Regions from separate parts of the Cricetulus griseus genome. Here region 2 is linked to region 1. The links are chromatin contacts, called in public Hi-C maps. All regions are on one chromosome and are shown on one strand. The core of a region is the stretch at or near the end of the contact, and the rest is flanking DNA. Distances in the headings are between cores, read along the strand shown.

What was found. Hi-C and Micro-C count contacts between places; a contact is called where the count stands out from the background.
Region 2: a contact with region 1 is called in a Hi-C map of fibroblasts, with 4 times the contacts expected there. The contact joins the enhancer-like site here to the promoter of Has2 in region 1. A contact is called at or near these places in 2 of 8 Hi-C or Micro-C datasets (fibroblasts and liver).

The regions. Positions count from the first base shown.
Region 1 is chr10:30,903,055-30,906,416 of CriGri-PICRH-1.0, reverse strand. It overlaps Has2 (hyaluronan synthase 2), which reads right to left and starts at 1,411. Exons shown (of 4, transcript XM_027431680.2): 1 at 799-1,411.
Region 2 is chr10:31,225,027-31,228,710 of CriGri-PICRH-1.0, reverse strand. No RefSeq gene overlaps it. Among named protein-coding and RNA genes, the nearest start is that of Has2, 320 kb to the right of the region's middle. Within about 2 kb of position 1,355, at least 3 of the 6 cell types and tissues checked have open chromatin away from gene starts, as enhancers often do.

The DNA of each region.
Region 1 (3,362 bases), core at 162-2,661:
CTCCCGCAGGGTGGCTGAGCCCGGATGCCCCCCGCCTGACACTTTAATGGAGTTTGGAAACTGCAAACCAGTGGAGGCCCTGGAAAAGGGGGGAGTGGCTGAACCAGGATGGTAGCGAGGAGGTGGCGCAGGACTTTCCTTCCTTGGGGTCTCAGCCCAACAGAGCTGGAAGCCCAGATCGCTTAACCCTTTCAATGCAAGCAAGCCAAAATAGAGCCGCCCCCTCTCTCTCTCTCTCTCTCTCTCTCTCTCTCTCTCTCTCTCTCTCTCTCTCTCTCTCTCTCTCTCTCTCTCTCTCTCTTTCTCTCTCTGTCTCTTTTTCTTAAAGCACACAGAACTGTGTCAGGGTGTTCCTGCCCACATAGTGGCGACGGTGGGTGGATAGGAAGAAGGGGAAGGGTGGGAAGGTAAGGACATTTATGGAATGCATTTTCCTTACACAGTGGAAATCCTTGTTTTCTAGCTCCGGAGCCCCTTTGACGCTCCGGGAGATGCCTAGTGGAAAAGTCCATCTTGGGACAATCAGCTTTGCTGGGACACAGTTACCTGTGCGCTCTGAGAGGCAGCGGATTTCTGGCTTAAGCGCAAGGGTGATAAAAGCCAAGGTATGCTGCCGGACTTGATAGCGATTGGCAATATTCCCCTAATATGTAGTCTGTTGAAAAAAGAAAACTTCAGACCTCACATGTTCCTATAGAAACTAGGTATTTTTTTTTTCGAAGTCCTGCGGATAATTTCTTCCCTGCCCCGGAACTTTCTGGCGCATTCACAGTTCACCCCAAAGCCTGTGGAACGTACCTTGTTCAGCTCCTGCTCATAAACTCGTCCTCAGCCTGTCTGTGTGGTCCCGGAGGGTCGTGGAAGGCAGTCTCCAAAATTGAGGTAATAAGAAATCAGATGAATTTGAGACGACCGGCCAAAAAAAATAAAAAATTTAAAAACAACATTTAAAAAAAAGAGAGAGAAAGAGAGATGGGGGAGCCTTAAATGCTCGGTCCTCCCCTCTTTGAGAAGAAATTGCACTAAATATGCTCTTTTATTATTTCCGTTGTACTTAAATCTTCTAATTCTTTTTGTTAAACGTGCTTTAAAATAAATTAAACTTTGCCCCCCTGCTTTGCTAGTCTCTCCAATCCCCCTCCCTCCGACAAGGCAAAGTCTTTTTTCGGGTCAACCTAAAAGCCCGGTGTAGACCCAGCAGAGCCTAGGAAGAGAGAAGTCTTTGGCTGGTTCAAGTCCCGGTTCAATGGGCTGCTCGGAGCCAGGACTGGGTAATTCTTTCCAGACGCCTTGACTTCTCCTTCCTCGCTGTTGTTGCCTTTCTGCCTCCTCCAACTTAAGGGGGTCCTAACAAGTGAGCCGGTGGGTGTTTTAATAGGACGGAGAGAGTGGGGGAGAGGGGAGTGAAGGAGGGAGGTGTGGACTGGGGAACCCGGAGGGGAGGGACTGGGCGGGATGGGAGGCGGGGAGGAGTGAGGGGGAGAGAGGGAGAGAGAGAGAGAGAGAAATTGGTCATTCAAAGCCCTCTTAGAGCTAGAGGCCGCTTCGAAACTCCAATGAATTCAATTAACTTGATTGTTAACGTGTGCAGAGAAACGCAGGGTACGGATGCCGCCCACCGCCTTCCCTGGGGCGCAGAGAGAGAGAGGGGAGCCCTGCTTTGCAAAGAGGCTGGAGTCTGTCTCGGTTAAAAGGATTCCCTCGACTGGATAAACTCCCTCTTGCATCCCTCGACGGGATAAACTCCCTCTACCATATAAGTGATTTGTTTTAAGTCCCAGTGTTTCTCTTAGGCTAAATCATTGCCCTGGGCAGGCAGGATAGCGGTGTGTGTGTGTGTGTGTGTGTGTGTGTGTGTGTGTGTGTGTGTGTGTGTGTGTGCACGCCCGCTACCTGGAGGCTCCCCAAGCTGCCAGGAAGCTAAAAGGAGGGAGACCAGTCTGCCATTTGTTAACCCTTTCTCTCTTTTTTTGCCAACTCCAAACTTTCTAAGCTGAAGGCAAATAAATGTCGACGCCTCTGTGCTGCAGAAGTTTTCGCTGTGGGTGGGCTGAGAACCGAAAGGAGAAAATGTTTTAAAATCTCTTCTTCTTGTGATTCCCAGATATGAAAGCATACAAAAGGAACACTCGAGAAAGAAATCTTAAAATGATGATGATGATAACTATGAATCTGAGGACGCGTAAGGAAGGGAAGCGGCTGTCTCTAAAGACCGCTAAAGTCATGACTTTTGGTTTTTGAGAGCCTTTAATTTAACGATGTCAAAACACTTTAAAAATTTTCGGTGCCACCCGAGACTGGTCAGTTCGTTTGCCGGGTTATTCTCTGCTTCGTTTCCCTTGATCCCTGCCGCCCCCGCCCCCACCCACAGTAAAAGGTAAAAAGGAAAAAAAAAAGTTCGATGAGTTAGAATGGACAGTAGGTGGCGCTGTTTAGGAAAAAATGAGAGCGGTTTTGCGCAGTAACTTTGGTCTTTGAAAAGTGGCTCAAGTAATTTGGTGAAGCCTAACTGGTCTTTCATTTCCTTTTCTTTTATTCCGTTCTCTCTGTCCTTTTCTTTCTCTTCTACGTGCTATTGGTGTGGACTTCTTAATTCTACTGTACCTTGATGACTGGGTTATTTCTTGATGATAAGATCGGAATATAAATTTGAGTCTTAATCAAAGGTCAGACAGAAACAGAAAGGTAGACTAAATCGAGGGTGTCGTCTGCTCCTCATTGAACAGGTGTGGAGTTGGGGGTGTGTGAATAGGCTTGCAGAGTTTGGCTACAAAGCTGGCCCATCCCCCAGAGCTGGGTCAGCAAAGCCACTCCCCGCCCCACCCCCCAAAGCACTCAGTCATTCCTCTTCTGGGAAGCTTTGGAGAATGATTTGAGGTCACTCTGGGGAGACCACTTCCTCATTTCCCCAACACCGTTCTTGGCTTCAGCCTTTGACCCCTGCCTGAGGTGATTCAGCTTCTGCAAAGACCGGCTTAGATTTCAGAGTACATTTTCATCTCACTTAATCAGGCTCGAGCTTCCTGACTTTGCAGGGTTTGGGGGAACGGTACATTATTATTATTTTAAAGTATTTCCCGACTTCGACACCATGATGTATAATATACATTAAACTGAGTTTGGGGTAGGGTAGAAATTGCGCGGTGCAAGTCTTCACCTGCAACCCCCCAAAGAGCCTCGTGGTCCCCATCTCTAAAGCTCTAACCCCCTAAATGCCTACGAATGGGGCACCCTACCTGTTGCTGTTACTTAGGAATGTTAAACCGTCCCTATGCTAACAAGTCAAGCAACAGAACACCTGTAAAACTGAGTTTCTTTACTAAAGAAAAATACATTTGTTGCTTCTGCCTTGTCATTCATAA
Region 2 (3,684 bases), core at 106-2,605, 320 kb before region 1:
TCTCTCACTTTTGAATCCTCTTGTGCATAATTAAGTAAATCCAGGCCTGTGGTGATTGTCATACCCAATTTCTTGCATAATATTTCCTTATTTTAGAGTCCTTAAATTCTGAAAAAATAATATTACATTTATTTATGTGTTGCATATTTGCGTACATGTGGGTAAAACTGAAACACTGATTTTTTTTTTAAGATTTGTTTTGAGGTTCAGTTTTCTGCAAACTCAAGACTATCACTACTGTATTAAGGGTGTAGTAGGAATCTATAGTCTAGAGAATTTCTTACAATGTACTGTGATATTACTCCTTTGATGGAGTTAAGTTTTTCTTTTTCTCTTTCTTCCTCATTGCTAGTGTCTCTTGACATTATGTCATCCAGGACCAGTTCTCCAGGACTCTGTATAGCACAAGAAAGTCATGTTTCCCATTGTCTAATAGCTCTCTTTGAAATTTTTATCCCAAAAGAGTACTTGTAAAAATAAATCAAATAAAATCCCATCAACTGGACAATTACAACTAAATAGAGAATTCAAGAGGTCTTTGTTCCCAAGGAACTCAAAATTGAAAACAGTCCACAAATTCACATATAAAGAATAGTAGTAGAAGTCATTTAATGCCACGAGAAGAAAGTGGGAATACAAAGAAGAGGTTATAAAAGCTCATAAGATGGAGGAGTAGAGCGGCTGAGACTTGAGTTGTGACTTCTTGGAAGGTTAGGGTATTTCGTATAGTCTGCAAACTTACAAAAGATTGTAGTGTGAAGACATGCATCATTTTAACTGTATTCATCCCCTCCCATGAACACTTTTGGGTAGTGGGTCTTGCCCTGAAGAAGGAGAGGTTTGTATATGAGTTTGGATATTGTCATTGGGTGAGAGGGTTGCGGAAATTAGAGGACAATGGCATGCAGAGAGATCACTAAGATGGTAATACCCCCTCTGCAAAAGAGTAATAGAGTGATCACAGGAGTTTAGCACTCCTCTGGGTTACATTATCCGGCTCTCTACATCTCTACAGAGGACATGTAGGTAAGGCTGTTAAGAAGCCTTTTATCATTCCAGCAAGTTGGATATTTCCTAGGTTCATATAAAATACAGGAGAGAGAGAGAGAGAGAGAGAGAGAGAGAGAGAGAGAGAGAGAGAGCTCAGAAAGCAAGAACCAAATGACCCACAACAACAAAGTTTTAGAAGTCTCTTAAAAATAAGTCCTGCTAATTTAATACAACAATATTATGCTTTTAGAGTTAAGAGATATAACATATGGCAATGAGAAGCTTGTTGCCAAAGGCTAGGAAAAGCGTGGCCATTCCCTAAACTATCGCTAGAGGGGGCGGTTGCATGCAGATACGATGCAGGTCCTGGGCCATTATCACAGTCTTTGCCCGTGAAGACTTCCCTCCTCCCAGAGCAGTAACAGTTTTTTGCTGTTGTTGCTATGGGGATCCCTAAACAAGGGGTAAATACGTCTGCAATAGCCATAGACAATTTTATTTTTCATCCTCTTTTCGGTGCATGGCAGCCTCAGAGCAGTTTAATGCTGCTCACTGGCCTGTTAAGTCTGGGGAGTACAAGTCATCTATTATTGCTAAATGGTATCGCAGCACCCAGCTCTGTTCGCACACTGTGGTGCATTGTAAGGTCTCTCTGGTGTGTGGAGAGAGAGAGAAAAAGGAAAGAAAGAAACTGGTTTTGCCCCTCCCCCTTTCCCTAGCTTGTTCCCTCTTCCAACAACAGCTGAATCTTTAAATGTGGATACCTCATGAATCTTTCTTTATCAGTCTAATAGACACTCATGCTTGAGTGTCAAGAATACCAGTTTAATTGAGTGTATAGGCACTGACTGACAGAAGGAATCACACTGACAGAAAGGTAACTGTGTGAGTTACCTGTCATATAACTGAAGTAACTGAGCTTTCTAAACTGTGTAACTTTAAAGGTCAGTTGCATAAATTAGAATGTATCCAAACCATTCAGTTTGTAGGAGACAGAACACTAAGCCACAATAAGAATCCTAGCGAGGGATGTTAATTGAGCAGAAACTAGGAAGGTAATTGCTAGTAGCAAGTGACTTTATCTCCTTTCTTACACCTGTAGTTGTGTATGTAATTCACTCTATAATTTAACAGCTAGTGTTCTGTGGATAAAAGCTCAATGGTGAGGGGACTACCTAAGTAGCACTTTCTAGAATTGAAGCAAACAATTAACTACAGGAAACATCTCTGGTTAGCCTCTGTATTTGGGATGTCTGCAGTCAAAGGAACATTGACTCCTTGTAAGCTGTTCCTAGTCCAGTGGGCAACTGAGAAAGTGGAGAAACCAACAAAGATCCCTAATTCATTTAGATCTCCACTCCACCAGCCCCCTTCTCATACTGAATTGCTTTCTCACAAAACCACGTGGAGGAGGACCAGGACTTTAAACATATCTCTGTGAGGTCAGATGTGTGCACATAATAGACATTCAATATATGTGTTCTGAAATGAGAATATAAATGAATGGAATAATACCATGGTAGGTAGTCTGAGTATCCTTAGTGGATATTTTCAAAATGACAAATGCTAAACACTTACTTACCTTAGGGCAGCATATCTGGATGAAAAATAACATTCAGCCTTTAACTTGATCTTCCGAGTTTTACCTTTTATTGAGCTACAATTTATTTATCGCTCTAGACATTAAAATATTTCAATCATAATACAAATAAATACTGTAGCGCATGTGTAAATTCTTGGGAGGAAGAAAAGATGAAATAACTGGCTGTAAATCTTCTGGGAGGCTTGAGATGACATCTTTTGAGGAGAATAGGTAGGCTCTTCCTTGAAATCTGCATCATAATTTGGGTTCCTGGCACCTAGGAAGTATTCTAGTTTCTGTCTGGCATTTACCAGGGTACATTTCCATGGGAATTTCAAAGACGTAAAATCTGAAAGGGGTAGGGATGCTCGAGTTGTGAGCCATCATAATGTAAGCCTCTAGGATGCTGCAAGGATGAGGCTGGTCAGCCTTGGCCTCTTCTCGCTCGGGCCTCAGGGTGTCTGCTTAACTGGAAACACATTCTGCAGTTGCAGCCCAAGAGGGGCGACCTTTTCCCAAATGGTTCTTGTTTTGTGATTCAGCATGTGAGTCATTTGGTTAATAACAATTTCCTGTCTGTCCCAGACACCCCTTGGGAAAATTGGATCTTCTGATTTGGAGAGGAATCCTTGGCCCCGTTGTTAAGGGTATTGTGAGATTGTCAATGAAGTGAAGGCTCTTCAGGCTTCCTGTACTTTCTGGAGCTGCAGAAGAATGGTAGAATTATACACAATAAGACAGCAGAGCCAAACACAACATTGCCTGCTTGTTTTCACTGCAACAGGTGATTTTAAAATGTGGGCAGAATCTCAAGCTACTACAAAGTGGCATGGCTTCAGTGTTATGAACAAATTTAATTAAAATTTGACTTAAGTTAACTAATTAAATTTTATGTTAAAATTTAATTGTCACTGTCATGCTATTAAGTCACACCTTGCTACTGCCAACATGAGAGTTCGTTCTCTATACAGAGATGTTTTCACCTTCTTTATGTCTGTCATACTTGACCTTTCCTCCTTTAGTAACGGGATGGTATAAACAGGAAGGCACACATCAGGTGTCCATTCTAATCTTTGCTATACTAACTACCAGAACTGTAAAAGCAAGGTTAT